Linked DNA regions of Mus musculus: region 2 is linked to region 1. Evidence: chromatin contacts called from public HiChIP or PLAC-seq data. All regions are on one chromosome and are shown on one strand. Each heading gives the region's core, a stretch centred on a gene start, on an enhancer-like site or on the middle of the called end of the contact. The rest is flanking DNA. Distances are from core to core; before and after follow the strand shown.

What was found. HiChIP or PLAC-seq counts read pairs in DNA pulled down with a chosen protein or histone mark.
Region 2: an H3K27ac HiChIP or PLAC-seq map of hepatocytes shows a contact between it and region 1, with 3 times the contacts expected there. The contact joins two enhancer-like sites. A contact is called at or near these places in 5 of 484 Hi-C or Micro-C datasets (embryonic stem cells, granulosa cells, liver and 1 more), 8 of 115 datasets of contacts at active chromatin or transcription factors (the HPC-7 cell line, embryonic stem cells, hepatocytes and 4 more) and 2 of 9 other capture datasets (embryonic stem cells and pancreatic islet).

Annotation. Positions count from the first base shown.
Region 1 is chr17:84,875,466-84,879,498 of GRCm38.p6, forward strand. No RefSeq gene overlaps it. Among named protein-coding and RNA genes, the nearest start is that of Gm46582, 61 kb to the left of the region's middle. Within about 2 kb of position 2,281, at least 124 of the 459 cell types and tissues checked have an H3K27ac peak or open chromatin away from gene starts, as enhancers often do. A contact at or near this core is called in hepatocytes and liver, where this site is marked.
Region 2 is chr17:84,986,278-84,990,310 of GRCm38.p6, forward strand. All of the region lies in intron 1 of Ppm1b (protein phosphatase 1B, magnesium dependent, beta isoform), which reads left to right. Among named protein-coding and RNA genes, the nearest start is that of Ppm1b, 30 kb to the left of the region's middle. Within about 2 kb of position 1,729, at least 34 of the 459 cell types and tissues checked have an H3K27ac peak or open chromatin away from gene starts, as enhancers often do. A contact at or near this core is called in hepatocytes and liver, where this site is marked.

The DNA.
Region 1 (4,033 bases), core at 1,031-3,530:
AACTGCTTCATGTTAGAATTCTTGGTTTTTTGCAGGTTGAATCTCCCATGACCTGTATTTAACCATCACACCCTCCAGTCTTCGTGTTTGACCTTCAGACCTCTAGGGAAGAAGCAGGAGGAAATGAGAAAAACAAAAGCCAGGTGTGGTGGCGCACGCCTTTAATCCCAGCACTTGGGAGGCAGAGGCAGGCGGATTTCTGAGTTCGAGGCCAGCCTGGTCTACAGAGTGAGTTCCAGGACATCCAGGGCTACACAGAGAAACCCTGTCTTGAAAAACAAAAACAAAAACAAGCCAACAACAAAAACTCCAAAACAAACAAACTGTCAAACAATGCTTGCAGTGGCGCGGCGGCAGCGTGGACTCCTTTAATCCCAGCGCTGGGGAGGCAGAGGCAGGCTGATCTCAGTGAGTTCTAGGCCAGCCTGATCCTCTGAAGAGCTAGTTCTAGGACAGCTAAGGCTACATAAAGAAACCCTGTCTTAAAAACACAAAGACAAAAACAAAAAGGTTGCAAACATAAGAAAGCCAGTCTCAAAAAAGTAAAATAAATCAGAAACAAAGAAATACAAAATATGCCAAACATCATTAAATGTTGCCAATTCCCTTCTTTCGTTAATTGACACAGAGACTTTCTATTGGTCCAGGCAAGCCTCCACCTCATATTCCTCCTGCTCAGCCTCCTGAATTCTGGGCAGACAGGTGTGCCCACCATGCCCAGCCTGATGGACTGCCAACTGGTGCATCCGAGCCTTCCTAGTAACATGAATTTGGCACAAGAAGTCCTATTGCTTCCTTCCAGCTTCCTCACAGTTTGTGAGTCATCCCCCACCTGTGAAGGAAGGGCCGTGAGAAGAGGGACACTGGTCCCTTCTGAGCTGTTCCATCCACGAAGCCCTTCACTCTCATGCTATCTATGAGATCCAGATGGAACAGTCACAGATGGTGGCTCCTCTGTTAACTTAGCCCTGATCCTCCATGACAATCCTCCATGGGACTTGGTTTGAATACACATTGTGTCCCATTGTAATAAGCCTCTGAGGTCAGGGGCACAGGTTAGATGCCGACAAATCTGCGTCTGTGAATCCACGAATACAGCGATGTAAGGATGCTATCACTCAAACCATTCACGCCTGGAAGGAAATCGGTTTACACCGTGGGGATTAAAGTTGCTTCTTTGGGGTGCCGGGGAAGGAACTTGGGGACCAGAGCATGCCACGCCCATGGTCTGCCACAACTGACATTGCCAGTGCAATTTGTTTCACTCTGGAAGAGGGGCTTACCATGTTGCTCAGGCTAGCCTAAGTGGTCAGATTGTGCTATCCTGCCTGGCTTAAAGTTCTTCTTTGAAAAAAATGAAAGTTAAAAAAAAAAAAAAAGAAACTAAGAAAGAAAAGAAAGTAAAAGAGCTGAGTGTGGTCACTGGGGCCTGCAATTCCAATCCTCAGTAGAGAGACTGAGATAGGTGTTCAAGGCCAACCTGGGTTACATAATGATTTCCAGGTTAGACCAGGCCAACAGAGTAAAACTGTCTCAAAAACAAAAGGAAGGCTGGAAAGAAGGAAGGAAGGGGGAGAGGGAAGCAAGTATAAAGGCTTTCATAATGCTATGTTTACTATTTTAACAACACACACAGTTATCTGCAATCCCTTCCTCCCTCTCTGCAGAACTACGCACAGCCATACTTGGCCATGGAACTTCACAGGGCTTCGTCAATAGGAGACTGTGTGTATCTCCCCCGCCCCACACATTAGATGATCTGAGGCTAAGAGCATCTTCTGATTTTGCCTGGGTTGACCTGGGCCTTGAACACTGAACCCTCAGAGATAGGACAAACTTTCTTTCTGGCTCCTTTGCAAGAACGGAACCACGCAGAGTCAGCCTGTGTGGGACCTTGAGCTTGGAGTCCTGCTTGCCTGGTCAGGGCATGGCAGACTTTCATGCCCACTAGCAAGGAAAGCATAGATGTTGTCCTCAGCCGCTGAGATTCTGAGGTGGTTGGTAAACATTCCGAGCAAATGGACTCATCTGAAAGTAAGCCAGTCTTGCTTTTGTTTTTATTACGTTAAAATTCACCCTTCATCTTCTTTTCGTGGACGGTCTTCTAAGGGAAATAGTGACGAGTTTCTGACCTTTTCTCAACCCCAGCACATTTCTGGGGCATCTCCCAGCATGCCGGTTGTGTAATGCAGAAAGCTGGGCAGCCTCTCTCTCACATTAGCCTGACAAGAAAATAAATTAGAACCATGATACTCCCTCCCACGCCAAAGTCCCAAGGAAGCCTGAAGCTGCACGGAAAATCAGGTGGCCTTTGTCATGAGCCAAGCCAGACCGCTAGCTCCATGTAGAGCCTGATTATTTATTTATTTATTTATTTATTTATTTATTTATTTATTTATTTATTTATTTATTTATTTTATCAAGATTGTCCCTCTATGAAGACCCTGTTCCCACACACATTTTAGTCCAAACGTTTTTATTTTTTAAACTAGCAAACAATTCGTGTGGCATTGACCACACTGCCCTCCAGGTGGCAGTAGAGAACCGCTGCCTGCCCAGCACACTGACGTCATCTTGTTTACCCGGTTCCGGGTCATTTTTAGATCTAAGATCACAGGATGTTAATCAGGCCAATGATTTCCCATTCGTTTGGCCGAAGGCCCTTCACATAGGCATTGGGACAAATATGGTGTCCTTTTTGATAAAGAAACTTTGCGGCGGGAAGTACTTAGTTGCAAACATTTGTAATTTCATTTTTAGAAGATGGAGAAAATTGTACATGGGTCTGTGCTGTGGCCATTTGTGGTTATTTTCATTTTGGAGCCGAAATGTGAGTGACCTTAACTGAAGAGAGATGAAAAACTACATATTACAGTGGCGACCCTTCTCAGAGGCTCAGGCATCTTTTTGCTTGTCTTCCCTTTATTTATATATTATTCAGCAAGAAAGCATTTAGGTTTTTAAATTTGGAGGGAAAAGGAAAGGAGCTAATTTAGTCTAGCTGTGTCTGATTCCCTAGGAGACACCCTGGAGTTTGGGTGTCAGGAGGCCCTTGCTGGCCACACCCAGGAGCCTCCACCCATCCTTTACCTTCAGTGAGTTTGTCTGTGACTGTTAAAGAAGCAAAAGAAACAAATCTCTCAAATGCTGGGCACTGTGTACCGACCTGTAATCCCAGCCACGCCGGAGGCTAAAGCCAGATCGGAAAATCAAAGTTTATATGGGCAAAAAAGAGAGTTCAAAACTGGCCTGCTCAACTTAGCAAGACTGTCTCAAAATGAAAAGTTTAAAAAATGAGGCAGAGACAGGAGGTGTCGGGGCACACCTTTAATCCTTGCAGAGGCAGGCCAATCTCTGTGAGTCTGAGGTTAGCATTGAGCATTGTCCACAGAATGAGTAGGGGGTTGGTGGGGCGGGAGGTGGAAATGGGATATAGTTCTAAGCCTGGGGTCCTAGGTTCAGTCCTTTATGTAGAAACAATAATAATAGTCAAACATGGTAGTGCATACCTGAAATTCCAGCGTCCTGAGTTGGAGGCTGAAGATTCAGAAGTCAAGGTCAATTTCTATTATATAGTGAGTTACAGATCAGCCTGGGCTAGATGAGACCCTGTCTTAAAACAGTAATAGCCATTAGTATTTAAAACGTAAATACGAATTCCTCAGCTGTGCAATCCTTTGCAAGAGTGCAGAAGCCGCTTAATCTGAAAAGAGAAAGCTCTGGGGTGTTAAAAATAACGAGCCTTTGGGTTTTTAAAAAGTTCCCGTCCCTCCTCTGCTTCGTCCTTTGACAAGCTGCTGCTATGACCACACAAAACCACCTCCCAGAGAGTCCAAAGTCCCTGCCTGGCGCAGTCTGCAGTCCACTGGAGTGATCACACCACCCTGAAGGGATGATGGGTGGCTTTCCTGCAGGCCGGAAGAGAAGGGATACGCAATTCAGTTGCCACGCCCATTTATTGAGCTCCGAATCTGACTCAACTCTTTGGCCCACAGTACAGCTTGTAAAAAGAGGAGAGATCCAGTTCCTGCCA
Region 2 (4,033 bases), core at 479-2,978, 110 kb after region 1:
CAAAGTTGAAACATTGAAGGAATTTCAGACATTCAAAAAAGTTATGAAGACCTCTTTTCCTGTTTCTATAATGTTAACTTTTTATATTATTGGGGTACAGCTGTCAAAACTAAAAATCCCGTATTTTCTCTTAGCTAAATCTGAGACTTTATTTGGACTTTACCAGATTTTTCTAGAAAGCTCCTTTTGACTTTGATTCTTCTCAGTTGTAAAATGAGACTATTAAGAGCTCTGGAGATAAGAGAAGGCTCAGCAGTTAGAGTGCTTATTGCTCTTTCAGAGGACCCGAGTCTGACTGCCCGCATCCACATTTATGTAACTTTACACCAGCTTGTAACCTGAGCTCCTGAGGGGTATGATGTCTCTGGCCTTGGCGGGCACTGGCACTCATGGGTACATGCTCTCACAGAAACACATAATTACAAATAATAAAATAAATACTATTTTTAAAAATGTTATCCTAAATGGGTCGTTACTAGGCTTGAATGTCACTGTGTATATGCATCTTGATGATAGTGTCATGTGCCAAAGGGACCCCTGAGTGACAGCACTCCATCCTCTTTGATGAAATGAGATTGACCGATTGTGCCGCCTGCCAGCTTCCTTGTGCTTCTTTTCCAGAAGTGTGCCAACCACAGGAGGGAAGGGGATTCTGCAGTATCTGGGTAGCCTTTGCTAACGCTTTTTTTTTTTAAAGTTGTCTAGTGATATTTAATTAAATGCTTTGTTTGGTCCTTTTTGTGATATATTTAAAGTAGAATTTTAAAGAGCTAGGTATGAATCATTTAAAATAACGCCTGCCATGTCGTGAGGAGTACAGCGGTATCTGCCTAATATGACAACATGTGATTTTGAGCATATGGTGCAAAATTAAGATATGGGAGGGTCATGTGGATCATACATGCTCTCTTAGGTGAGCGTCACGGCTGTCTGCAGTCTCAGCAGTCCTGCTGCAGTTCTCCCATCACTGTGCACAGCAGTATTCTTCCCTTGGGGATATGTTGTAAATGTGGGAGACATTTGTAAGTATTAAGGGGTAAAGAGAGACTAGAATTGTTAAGGAAGCTCCCTCCCTCCCTCCCTCCCCTTGGAGTTTAAAGTGTCTTGTTATAAGTGGTATCCAAGTGTGCTTATTCAGGAAGAGGGGATTTGGGTAAATCTAGAGAGAACAGAGAGAGAAAAGGAGATTTAGTCAGTGTGCAACATTGGGAAGATGAACAAATAAAAAGGCCTAGTGACAGTTGAGTCCCAGCTCAGGGACATGAGATTAGTGACAGTTCTGGTCAAGATATAGACTCACGTCTTGTTTGCTCCTCAGCACTGGGGTGGTTGAGAAAGATTGGATGTTAAATGTGAACCCTGCTTTTCAACCCTGCTCTTGGGCCTGCTCTCTGAGCAATGAGTAGGCACAGGAGTGGAGTATGCACATCAGCGCTGCTGAGCAGTGAGCACTCTACTCTTGGCTTGCTCGTTGCTTTCTTAGTCCCCTCTGTTCCAAGGACTCCCTTTTTGTTGCTACCCTTGGCAAGACGTGCTTTCTGATTTTCCTGTTTCTTTTTTTCTGTTTAATGTTTGAGACAGGGCCCCTTTACATAGTCACAGGTGTCTTATGTAGACCAGGCGGGCCTTGAACTCACAGAGATCCACATGCCACTGCCTCCCTAGTGCTGGGGTCAGAAACATGCACCGCTATGCCCTGCCCAACCACCTGCTCCTACATAGACAGTCAGTCAGTCAGTCTGCCCTCTTTGTTTGCGGGAGGGCTTGTAGTCATGGTGAGGAGAGTGTGCTGTGTAGTGTGTTGGCTCTAATTCTGCTGTTCCAAGCATTGGAATGTATGCCTCTTCCTGCTTGTATCTTGTGAGTTTAGAGTGCCACTGGATTTAGTTTGGGGCATTTCAGAACAATGGGACACTTAGAATCAGTCCTTCATTACATAAGGCTTTATAGATGATTCATTCAAGGAGGCAAGCTTAGGGTAAGTACAATTTGATTTTTGGCTTAGGGATATATTTTGTTTTTTTCTTTGTGTTGCAATCAAAAAGTTCTTGAAGCCAGGTGTGGAAGCCAGGTATGGTGGCACACACTTTACTCTCAGCATTGAGAGGCTAGGGCAGGAGGGTTGGGAGTCTGAGGCCAGAGGCTAAATCCTGCCTCTTAAAAACAAATTTAAAATTCTCAAATTAAACGTGGCTTCTTCACACACACATACACACACACACCCAAATCTAATAATAAGCAAGTTTAGTTTTGATTAAAGATAAATTTCATTAAGAAGATTGATTTGTTTGAATAAAAGGTTGAAGTTAAAATTTATTTCCATGTCACATGAGTACACACACACAGTACATAAGCATCACCACTTAATAAAGCAGTATATAGTTAGTTGTCTGTGATAAACTATTTCCTGGAGTGCAGGATGAAGATAAGTATATGTGGTTGGAAAGGCTTCTTAAGAGTTTATGCAGTAGAGTGTATTTGGCTTGAAACATTAGGTATTTCTGTTGCTGTGATAAAATACCATTACCAAAGCAGTTTGGGTACTAGAGGTCTATTTCAGCTTAACAGTCCCCTATCCCAGGCAAAGGAAGTTAGGGTAGGAACTGAAGCAGAGACCATGAAGGAATGCTATTTACTGGCTTGCCAGCTTGCTTGCTACCTGCCCATGGGTGGCACAGTTCATAGTGAGCTGGGTCCTCCCACATCAATCAAGAAAAATCTTTAATCACAGTACTCAGGAATCAGAGGCAGGCAGATCTCTGTGATTTGAGGCCCACCTGGCCTACATAGTTCCACAATAGTCAGGGCTACATAAGGAGACACTGTCTTAAAACAAACAGGTAGGTAGACAGGTAAGTATATGAATAGATACATAAATGGAAAAGACAAACTCTCCCAGGCTTGCCCACAGGCCAGTCTTATGGAGGGGCTTTCTTCATTGTGGTTCCCTTTTCTCAGATAACTCTAGCTTGTGTCAAGTTAACAGACAGACAGACAAATCCAGCCAGTACAGTATTTCTTTCCAGTAGAAGAGGGTGCATTGTTGCCATCATTGTGGGAACGTGTGTGATTTTACCCTAGAACTAAAAGCTGACCGTAGTTGCTTACACTTACATAATCCGGGCACCGAGGAGTGAGACGAGAGGGTTGCTGCAACGTTATGGCTGCCGTGGGTTGTAGAATGAGATCCCACCTTGAGACAGAACAAAGAAAGCTATAAAAACATTCATTCATTCATTCATTCATTCATTCATTCATTCATTCATATGAAGTAGTCTTTAGGAAGTCCATGTCAGTTGAAGTGCGCCTGTCTCTTGTGAGCTGTACTCTTGCTGTATACTGTTATAACCGTTGGAATCAGTTGGCAGTTCACTTATCACTCAGACCCCATGCCCAGAATTTCGCAACGGGAAGAGATATTCTTTTCTAGGAAAGCAGATATTCCGGGGAGGTAGGGATCCAACCTGCTGTGCAGACACTTTTCTCCTTCCTTGTCACACAGTTCGGTGCTGTGCTTCCACACGTGTTTGCACTGTGGGCGCAGTAAGTGTCCTTCTGTTAATTTTATAACACTATACATTTTGTAGATACTTTGAAACTATTTTGCTCAATTCTTTGAAGTTGAAATGTGTATATACTTTTGTTTTCTGAGCGGAATTCCTGTTACATGATGAATTGTAGTCATTTCAATAAAATCTGTCACTAATAAGCTTTTTAAAAGAAACATACAAATTTCATAGCCAAAACTTAGAGATAATACCATGAAATGAAACTGTCAGTGGAGAAAATGGCTTTATGACTTTTAATATATAACTAAACTTTTATCACGTAAAAACCAGTGTCACGGTACGTGCCTTCAGTCCTCCTGGCTGGTAGGGATGCTAAGGCGTGAGAATCAGGAGTTTGAAGCCAAGCCTGGCAATGCAGGGAGACTTGTTATTAAAAACAACAACAAAAAAAGACAGGCAGGCAGACAGGGCGCAATCTGGTAGAAGTTCCCGCATTCTCTTTCCCAGCTTTCTGTGGACACCTG